Regions from separate parts of the Ctenopharyngodon idella genome. Here region 2 is linked to region 1. The links are chromatin contacts, called in public Hi-C maps. All regions are on one chromosome and are shown on one strand. The core of a region is the stretch at or near the end of the contact, and the rest is flanking DNA. Distances in the headings are between cores, read along the strand shown. Region 1 holds the start of irx6a (iroquois homeobox 6a). Region 2 holds the start of irx3a (iroquois homeobox 3a).

Region 1 (5,527 bases), core at 1,465-3,964:
CCTCTTCAATTAAGGTTGATTTAACTTACGACCCCCCTCCACCCCCCAGCACTGATCATCAGGGGCTGCTCCACATGCATTATGGATGAGGCTGCCAATATGCACTTGGGCTATCATGCGTGCCCTTGCAAAAGGCTTTAGAGAAACTACAGTAAACTATCACATAGGATATTCTGACCTTCCTCTTTCTCTTTTTGTGCTCATAACAGGAGAGGTGTGTGGAATCACTGATCTAGGCTATAACACAAGGGGAACAGTGGGGATAATTTAAATTAGAGTGTGCCTACTGCTTTTTGAAAATCCTCAATAATCACACTTGTTTATTTTCCTCTTTGATTACTAACAAACGAATTGTAAAACCTTATAGGAGAGACCCTGGCTAGTTAGCACATGGGCTATATCTATAGGGTTTTGTGTCAAAAGCCCAATTACATGTTTTCTCTAACAGTTTTGTATTTGTTACAAACTTCAAGAAAACTTCAATCAGAATATGTTTTAAGTCTATTAAAATTTTAACATCCCGTGTTTTTCCACTGTGAATACAACAAAAACTACTAGATTACATTTTTTTTTTTAAAAAACTATATAATGAAGGTATAGTTATTAACAAAACGTTAAACTGTATTCTAATGACAAGGGTATTCTTCATAAATGTCAGTCATGTCACAATTTTATTGGGTCAAGTTTGTGTGTTTTAAATGTTATACATCAATTTAAATATAATATTTATAGGCCAAATTGGTTTGGACATTTCTAAGCATTACCCTATATATTTTGCTGTTTTGTAAACTTTTTTTTTTATTTTTTACTATTTGCCAAAAAAACACTACAATATGTTGTTTAAAGGTATATATACATACATACATATACACACACACACATCCAATAATAACCCTGGATTAAAGAAAACTGAGACAACCTCAGTCTCCCCTACACATATGTATACACACACACACACACCCCATTTCACAGTAGAATCTCATCCGTCTGTCAGTTCCTATTAAGTAACACGTCTGTTACCACGAAGCAGATACAAAGTATTCTACAGAAATAAAGGTAGTTCAATTTCTCACCCTTATGTCATTCCAAACTCCTCTGTCTTCTGTGGAACATAAAAGAAGATATTTTGAGAAATGTTTGAGAAGTGTTTTTGTCCATTCAATGAAAGCCAATGGTCACCAAAACTGTTTGGCTATACTAACATTCTTCAAAATATCTTTTTTTGTGTGTTCTGCAGAAGAAAGTCGGTCTGGAAATGACATGAGAGAGTAGATGACGACAGAAGTTTTATTTTTTAACAGTCCCTTTAATTGACTGTTTATCTTCTTCATGAGAATAAATCAAATCTGCTAAAATGTGGCTTGTATATACTTCTCTGTTTTCCAAATGCTCGACACAGAATATGTTGAGACTGCGGTGAGTTGAACTGAACGTGGCTCTTGATGGGCCTGCAGGCTCCCGTCATTACAGCATACCCAGCTCCATCACCACGACCGTTCACTTACTCGCAGCTCTCTGGCGCCTCTCGAAGAGTGAGCATGTAATCGCAAAAAGATCATCGTGGACAAGGTTCTCGTCCTTTTTAATGCAGGGTCATTGAACTATGTATCTCATGTTATCTATATGAAAATGATCAAAACTGGGAGTAGAGGAGACTGTCGCGGATTTCCAAGCGCTTGGAAGCGACCGCGTGCGCTGTTCTGCTGCGCGTGAGGAATGGAAATCAAACAGGAGTAGGCTACTACTCAGTTCTTTTATTTCAGATATCCCACAGTTAATTAAATTAATATTTCACAGTGTGATGATACTAATTTAAGTCGTAGGATAAGGACGGGGGTGTTTTGCCTTTATCAAGACCACATGTAACCAAAGGGTTGAAATCAAATTTTCTTATTAATAAACCAAATTTTCTGGTTAATAAACAGGCTAAATATCTTAATGGTAATCTAAGATGCAAAAAAAAAAAAAAAAAAAATTACAAAACACGTTTATATGATGGTTAAGTTTAAGGATAGGGGTGGCTATACACTACCATTAGCTCAGAATAAAAACAATATAGGCCTAAATCATGTTCCCACCGTGATAGAAAAACAATCGTGCGTGTGTGGGGGAGAGAGGGAGAGGGGGAAGGGGTCTTCTAATTATATTGTCTAAAACATTTAATAAAACTGCATGTATTAAGCTTTATCCATATACTTATTCTGCGTGAGGGAGCGTTATTTCTACCATCCCTTTTAAGTACGCATCCTTCAATTAGAATGCTGTTCCCGTCGCCTCCCACTACTGCCGTATAATTAGACTTGAGAGATTCAGCTAATTTCTCTCTCTCTCTCTCTCTCTCTCTCTCTCTCGGTTCCATTCTGATCGTCTAATTTCACCTCAAAGGCATATTTTCACGGTGTAACTCGCTGGTTAAACAAGGCCATATCCATTTGTTAATTGATGCAATTACGCATTTCTCGTAATGGTCGCGTAGGTCCCGAGATACGCATCAATCAGTTTTCTGTTGACCTGCCAGAGGTTCTCTTCACGTCTGCCGGGACTGGCCCTCTCTCTAATAGAGAGAGATGGAAACATCATCGTAATTAACATCAGGTCGGACCTCTGATCGGTCAGACAGATGCGAGCAAGGGTCCTGCAGATCCCTCCTTCAGTTCATTTGCTCATCATCAGGGTAGTGTCTGAAATGTAATAATAATAAGAGAGGAACCGAAAACATAATTTTATAGATAAAACAGATAAAAGACAAATATATTATTATTTATATAGATAAAAAATAAATTATAGTTATGATTAAATCTGATATATTGTGATATATTAACTTAATAAACCTGAAAATATTTTGCATGACTAAAATATTGATATGGACGGAATTAAGGAGAGCACGGATATCTAACAGGTAATAAAGCGTTATTTGACATTACAACCTAATTTGTATATGAATATCCAAAATAATCTTGGTTGATTGCGTCTTACAATTAATTTGACAAAAATTCATTATCAAAAAAAAAAAAAAGTTTATATTAATTCTATTGCTTTTAGCAAGCCCAGTGATACTTTTTGCTCTCAAATTCTTAAAATACACCACTGTTTAAAAAGAAAAGGAAAAAAAAAAAAAAAAAACAGAGGGGACAGGGGTGTGCAAAACACACCTCAAGAAAAGCGCGAAGCATGACGTGATTGGCAAAGACATCATTCTATCCTCGCCGTCCCGGGATTAGAATGACGTCACACTGATACCCGTGCATGGATGAATTCTAAAGAACTATAGAGGCACAAATAATAGCACAACCACAAGTTCATATCTTGCAAGTCTTACGTTATCCTTTAAGCTTTCTACAGCTGTTTAACAACAATATTTTTGTACTTGATGAAGCTTAACTCTAATTTCTCATTTCCTTAAGGGGATTATCTTATACATATAAAACTAGGGCTGGCGTAAACATCCTCAGTGCTTCCCAGTTAAGTGCAGTCATCTATTATTGAGCGAAAGGCCGAGTGTGGAAATGTGTGTAAGACGGTGGATTTGAAGTAGATTTGGTTTCAATCGATCAGCAGGAGAAGAATATTGCTTATGGTAACAAAAGAAGCAGCTATGTCTTTCTCTCAGTTTGGATATCCTTACAATGCAACTTCTCAGGTAAGCATGAAAATAAGATATTTTTCTCATGTAGACACTTAATGAGCGCGCATGCATAGGCTGTTTTTTCCACATTCTGTCACAGTCTCTGTACTCGGTAACTAACATTAGGCAGCAGCAGCAGCAGCAGCAGAAGATTGTTCTGTCACTAAGTCCTAAACTAAAGTTAGGCGATATCGTGGGGTTTGTCAATATTTATAGTAATAGGTTATTTGAATTATAAATGACCTCACGTGTTGTTGTAAACGTGTAAATTACCTTTACGGTGTAATTGTTTAGAGTGAAAGCGAGACTCCTCCCTTTGCCGGTTGCCTTTGCAAGTCTGTGTGTCTAAACTAATTAGACATTTACAGATAACTGATGGATAATTTCGACATCATGACTTACAACCAATTATAGTTTTATTTTAATGTAAAAAGACGGCTATATTGGCAAAAGAATCCGGGCTTGCTGGTGGATAGCCTAACTTTCCTTCCCTGAAGCAAAACTTAACAGAAAGTTTTACTTTCAGCTTTAACAAAACACTAATGTTGTTGATTTTTTTTATTTTTATTTTATTTTTTTTACACTGAACAAGTAAATCAGCTGGCAAAAAATAAGGTTCGCCCTTTTTTTGTTTTTTAAAGGTATGTTTATATGGATATGTCAAAAAAAAAAAAAATCACAATAAAGTCTTAAATCAAATGAAAGTACACTTCTTATCTTTATGAATAAAACGCATGAACGAGAATAAAATTGAAAACTGTTTCAAAAGGAAGAGTGCAGTTCTACACAAAGCTTCTTAACGTAATCTTACCTTACTTTTGTTTTACTAAGGAAACTGTGCGCATGATTTGTAACGCAAATATAAAATGACATGTCTATCCACAATTTTCTTCATGCAGTTCTTCGTGTCGGCAAACCCCAGTACGACTTGCTGCGATTCGATTTCCAGGTCGGTGACGGAAGGATCGAGCGCGTCTCAGACCGCAGCCTCCTTCTGCTGTCCCTCCTATGAGAACCGGCTGCTGGCGAGCACGCGGACCGAGCTCAACGCCGCGCTCGGGATGTACGGCTCTCCCTACGCAGCAGCGGCGGCGGCAGCAGGGCAGAACTACGCCAACTACTTTCCGTACAGCGCCGACCCCTCTGCCATCTACTCCAGCCTGGTACGTGTAGCACTCTCATCAGATATAGCGCGGGTCCTCCGTTCAATCGATTGACTCATTCAAGTCACGGCTTGTTATTGATTATTTTGGCTTGGTAAGGGGATCAAGCTGTCAAGCTGTCTGGTGAAATAACTTTGAATAATCAGAAGAAATAAACAAATGAATGAAGCGACACTGCATGTCATGTGCTTGATGTAATAGGGCCTATAGTTTAAAGGGGAAACACTAAAAAGAAAAGTTTTTATAGTTTATCATGCAAGTTATATAATTTAGAGACAGTAAGAATGTAAAAGTGCTGTTTCCATTCTAAATAATAAATGTCTTTTGCTAAGTACAGTACCAGTAATATCACATATTAAAGTTTTTTTTCTTTTTAATCTCTAGAACCCACAATATGAAATCAAAGAGGGGTCAGGCAGTCTTCATGGTACTATAACCCAACCTGCCGCCTACTATCCATATGACCACTCACTTGGCCAGTACCAGTACGACAGGTGAGATTTGCATCTGTCCCACCTCTAATATGACAAATTTAAACATGCTGAAAATACAAATGGTGTTAAAAATTCTAAACATGCTGCTTTTTAACTTGATCCAGGTATGGGACGGTTGATTTTAATGGGTCAACACGGAGAAAGAATGCCACGCGTGAGACAACGAGCACTCTCAAAACATGGCTTTATGAACACCGGAAGAACCCATATCCTACAAAGGGTGAGAAGATCATGCTGGCCATTAT
Region 2 (5,527 bases), core at 1,230-3,729, 350 kb before region 1:
CCACAAATTTAAATTGACAGACTTTTTTCAGTATTTGAAAAAAAGAGACGAAAACAATATATATATATAGGCTATCAGATAAGTACTCTCCACTATACATTTGCATTTCAAGTGTAATTAATTATTTTTACTTGAACGTTTCACAGTAGTGATCAAATGAAAATGGATTTAGGAAGGAATAAGAATGGTGCGTTTCCAGTCTGTCAGTACAGTCTTAATGGTGTCAATAAAAAGCATTAATTGCGCTTCTCAGTGTGGGTGACATGTACCTGTGACTGTGGACTCGGAGTTTTGACTCCTGTCCTCTGCTTGTCTGCTGTACAACGCAAGGCCATTCGCCGAAGCCTGGTTACTGAGTCCTAAGTAATGGTTTGAGTTCAGCAAGGCGAGCTGGTGTGCGGTGAAACCCCGATTTGTCCAGCTCTGGAGTTTCCCTACGGGACACGAAAGGAGTCTGTGAGGAGTTATGATGGTCTGAGTGGCGGACGCAGCGGAAGTCCCGTTCATCAGAGGAGATTTTCGTGGATTGTCTGGAGTTGTGGCAGTCTCTGCCAAAGACCAGATCTTAGGTTTTGGGGCTGGAGGTGGGTTGTTTTCTGAGGGCGGGGAGTTGATGATGGCCTGGTTGAGTTTGACCGGCTCGCCGTTGGCCTGTTCTAAGCTGTTTTGGTGGTGGTGATGATGATGGTGATTGTGATGATGAAAATGCTCTGCGCGGTCGCCGTGAATCTCTTTGCCGTCTTTCACCATTGCTTTGAACAACCTTTGCTCCGGTCCTTGTAAATCCTCATAGCCGTCTGAAATTTCGGAGTCGCTCCTGCCGTCCAGTTTCAAATCAGAATGCAGTTCGTCCTGCTCGTCTAAATCGTCCTTATTCTCAATATTCTCCGTGTCAATATTCTCCAAATCGATTTCCTCCTCGTCCTCGCGTTTGTCGCCATCCTCTCCCTCGTGGTCGCTGTTGTAAACATTTCCTTCTTCGTCCGTGCGACTCCGTGGGGTCCAGGTCATCTTGTTCTCTTTCTTTAGCCTCCTTCTGGCGTTGGCGAACCAGGTGGACACTTGAGTGAGGGTCATTTTAGTGATGATGGCCAGCATGATCTTCTCGCCTTTAGTAGGGTACGGGTTTTTCCTGTGCTCGCTTAACCAGGCCTTGAGTGTGCTGGTGCTCTCCCTGGTGGCATTTTTGGGTCTGGAAGGGTCTCCAAACTGGTACTGACCATATGGGTAAAAAGCAGGATGATGGTGAGCAAATCCAGGATGCTGGACGCCCGGACTGTCCTTCAGTTCGTACTGTGCCCCCTTTAAAAACAGAACACGGATACAGCATTAATGTGATTCACTATCATTATTTTTGGCCTGGCACATACTACGTTTTCTTGTACTCAGTTGCAGTTCCCTGATGTATTGTTGCTGAATATATTAACTGCGTAAATGATTTTCAGTCCATGCGAGCAATTAGCTACAAAAGCAAGGAGATTTAAAAAAAAAAAAAAAAAAAACTATAGACCTAATTGACTGTATTAAATCGGCTAGGCTACTTTGCACTTTATACAGCCTAATTTATATAAATTATTCTAAATAAACTGACAAGATTTTGCAGCTACATATATTTATATTTATTCTGTATCTGTATACGCTTCACATATGTGTTTTTTATCCTGAAGACGTGGAACAATTGTCGATTTTTTACTATTTAATTTATTGTGATTTAGGCTATTAAAATCACAAGCGCACGCACTCTACACTTATTTTTGTTTTATACGGCTATCAATGAATTAATTACATTTTCAGTTCTTTTTTTTTTTTTTTTTGTATTTACCAAACGGGGTAAACAACAAAGTTCACCACCGTCTTGCAAAACTAACATTCAGTAATGATTGTTATTGAAACATAAACTGAAGTCTAGGATTTTGTAACATTTTTTTTTTTTTTTTTAAACTTTACTACATTTGAGTTTGAGAGAGAAAGAACAAACAGCGCAAGAAAATAAAATGATTACTCACCAGCTGGTTGAAAATAGACAGATCATTTGAATAAGGAAGAAAAGCTCCATAGCTTTGTGCGGCAGCGAAAGGTGATCCGTACATAGTGGAGAGAACATTAGAGAGCGCTCCGGACGGGCTCAGGTCTGTCCCGGCTCGGGCACTGCCTATCCCCTGCCTGTCCTGCGGGTATATGGGTCGGATGTACTGATATCCCAGCTGTGGGAAAGACATTGTTGTGGAGAAAGTCTACTGAAGTCACAAAAAGCGGCGAGTCGCCCTCTTGGTGCGCACCACGATATCCACTTTACAGTGAGTACAAAGTGTCAGGGAAGTCTATATTTCCTCCGAAAGAGCCAGTGTAAACGATCCGATTGCGCTTTCCTCCCTTACTTCCCTATTGATCTGAATGGACTAAGGTCAGGTCCTTACAGATTGCTTTAGATTATTGGAACTCCTTTTTGTGATTGACATTTTTAGTCGTTCAGAAGCTCCTCCTATTTCTCAAGTCTCACCCCCACTTACACAGCCTCTCTCTCCCTCCCTCTCTCCCTCTCTCTCTCTCCGCTCCTGCTCTCCGTCTGGATAAGTCCTCTGACGTCGCCATCTCTTATTTGAATGAGTTTCAAATCTCATTTTATGGCTCGCCAATCATTTCATTTGTTGTTTGTTCGCCGCTTCAGCCCTTCCAATTTATTGTGTTACTTCTCAAAAAAATTTATTATCCACAAAATGGTAAATATTTTATTCTTGTTGAGTCATTAACTTTCCGCATATCTTTTGTGTCTTTATTTTACTCGCGTCTCTTCCACGTGAAACGAAGAACTTGAAAGTTTAAATCGGACAAAACAGCCAGAATTTTTTGTTAGCTCTTACAAAGTAGGCTACTAAAGGAAATGTTATGTGAAGAGCGTTTTTAGTTCATCTAACACGGAACAAGCCAATCGAGGTCCTCTGACGCCTTTAGTGTGAAACATCAAAACATTGGCGTTTTACCGGTCACCTGCAGAGTAAGTTGACAAGAAACGAAAAGATTGAACAATAGCATAATTTCTTAATGTGACTATATGCGCTGTTATGGGTTTCAGCGAATTACAATTTAGTGTGCTGCATTTTAATTTGAACTATGTAAAATTACTACTATACTAAGGTATATCAAGCTGTCAGTCTTCAATCTTTTTTTGACGTATTAAAATATAATCGCAAATGTTTCAATTGCATTCATGTGTAAAAGCTTTTGTTCTTAAAAAACATATTTTGGGCGATTAACCTACAGGATTACTCTACAGATAGACAGATATCCACTGAAAATATCTGATATAATCCGCACCCTTCTGTAAATAATACGGATTAAAACAAAGGACGATGATCACGATTGAAATTCCTTGAATCAATATATGAAAATATGCAGGAAACATCCATAATCGTATTACGCTTCTAGTCTAGTGTCATCATATGTCTGCTAATCGTCTTCCAAACAACGGCACCGATTAGTGCTTTAACGAGTTTCGTTTATTTGAATATATGACTAAATCTCAATTCAGTAATGAAAGATTAGGGTGAATCAACTTCGGCTTGGATTTACTATGATGTGGTTTCCAAGAACGCAGTGTTCCTCCTAAACCTTCCATCTGCTTTTAAAGAGATAGTTATTGTTATGACATCCTAATATCTGGAATGTCATTTGTATTGGCTCTTTGCTTAAGGACTCCCGGATTTCCATGGTCTCTTCAACACGTGCCTGCTGTTTTGACTTCTAACAATGCAGGATTACGGGGGTTATTAATTAGAACAGCAGTCTGATGCCATTCATGAGCGGATGGTAATAACTACATAACCGTCAATACCGCACACGGACCTGCAGAGCTAACAAGAGCTTTTAGCCCACCCGGCTGACCCCACAGCACTGCGCCATCTGGGACAATGCAAAACACAGCTAACCCTCTAGGTTTCAAGCAGTCTTGTTTTCTTTTGAGTCATATTTCAAGTCGAATTTACCTACAAATATTTGCAATTATTCTGATGTAAACGTGCTGTTTTCAAACCGCTGTATTTAGTGAATTAGGAAGCACGGGGGGAAAGGATAAGTTTGCGTGCTGGAGTCCGCCCTGCAGCGCTCTGAGTTCGGATAGACACGTGTCTCATCCCGGGACCTGTCAGGGCCTCAAGGTTTGCCTCTGATTTATTGGCCCAATCAAATACACATGCACTAACTTAACACTTTCACACTGACCCAGGAAACTGGCACAGCCATAAAAGCATTAGGATGGTGTTTTCTTCCTGCCTTCTTCTCCCACCCCTTTGGAAGCCCTTGTAAAAATTTAAATAAAAGGCTTAAGCTTTTATTATTATTATTAGTATTATTATAGTTAATATTTTTTATAATAATAATAATTATAACAATAAAACCTACAAACGGTTGCATCAGTATTATTAATATGCTTATGCTAATATGTATACCTGCGTATTTATTTATTTATTTATTTATTTATTTATTTATTTTTTAGTTTTACATAATGACTCCATTAAACGCAGGCCAACATTTCAAAGCACCGCACTAATACCAACGTGTATAAATAGGGCAATCTTGGATGTGTGACTTGAGGGATGGTTTCTGTGACTCCTTTACTAGCAATTATGCAGATGACACCATTTCGCATTCTCCAACACGCATCCAAATAAACAAGCAGAGACGTTGCGCTCAAAAGCGTTTCCTTATGCAATACACAAGATGCCTGCGACAGCGCTGATCAAAGACTTCAAACAGGGGCTCTTCAAATTACACCTCTGAATCAGCTCTATAATGCCAAGGCGACAGAAAACAAGTAACACATACCCACATGGTCTTTTAAAGGGGCTTTTCTGATCCGAACTGTTAATTGAGGTGACAGATTTAAGGATTTAAAAAGAAAACACACTTAATGACCTTTGATGTGGATGGTGTATTCTACAGGGGGAGGAATGAGAAATATGTGTGCGAGAGTGACTGGCCTAAATCACATTTTCTTTAACAGCTCTGGCACACACGATTTTATTTGGTTAGTTTTCAGCAGAGTCTAGAGGAAATCAGATTGCAGGTTCTGTAAAGATCTAAGTTTTGGTTACAACAGGAAAACGGCTAAGAGTGATTTAGCTGCTTTATCTTCATTATACAGAATCACACAATCACTAGTCCTGGATTGGTTGGACTAAAAAAATCGAAATTTCTATATAATAGCCTATGTTTTATATGGCGTTGTTCTAGATAATTGCATCACAGCCCATCCACGATTTTTATAACATCTTTCTGCAAAAAGAAAAGTACTACTTCTCCCTACACGTTTCAGTTTGCACGACATCGTTAAAACTGATTTACCGAGTTAGTTTTAATGCCGTAGCAAATAAATAAATGTATAATATGTGTAGGGAAAGGTTTCAATTTACTTGTATAAACCATATATCTCTGTGTGTATAGGCCTATGTCTTAAAAATCAAAAGAAACACATTTATGTCGATGTATGAAATGGCTGAGGCAATTTAATCCAACAAATGCTTTCAAAAAT

The links. Hi-C and Micro-C count contacts between places; a contact is called where the count stands out from the background.
Region 2: a Hi-C map of muscle shows a contact between it and region 1, with 2.4 times the contacts expected there. The contact joins the promoter of irx3a here to the promoter of irx6a in region 1. A contact is called at or near these places in 2 of 2 Hi-C or Micro-C datasets (both in muscle).

What each region holds. Positions count from the first base shown.
Region 1 is chr7:10,096,937-10,102,463 of HZGC01, reverse strand. irx6a (iroquois homeobox 6a) reads left to right here and starts at 2,714. Exons shown (of 7, transcript XM_051901646.1): 1 at 2,714-3,640; 2 at 4,525-4,788; 3 at 5,173-5,282; 4 at 5,387-5,527. The coding sequence starts at 3,575.
Region 2 is chr7:10,447,745-10,453,271 of HZGC01, reverse strand. irx3a (iroquois homeobox 3a) reads right to left here and starts at 2,479. Exons shown (of 4, transcript XM_051900178.1): 1 at 2,007-2,479; 2 at 270-1,302. The coding sequence starts at 2,219.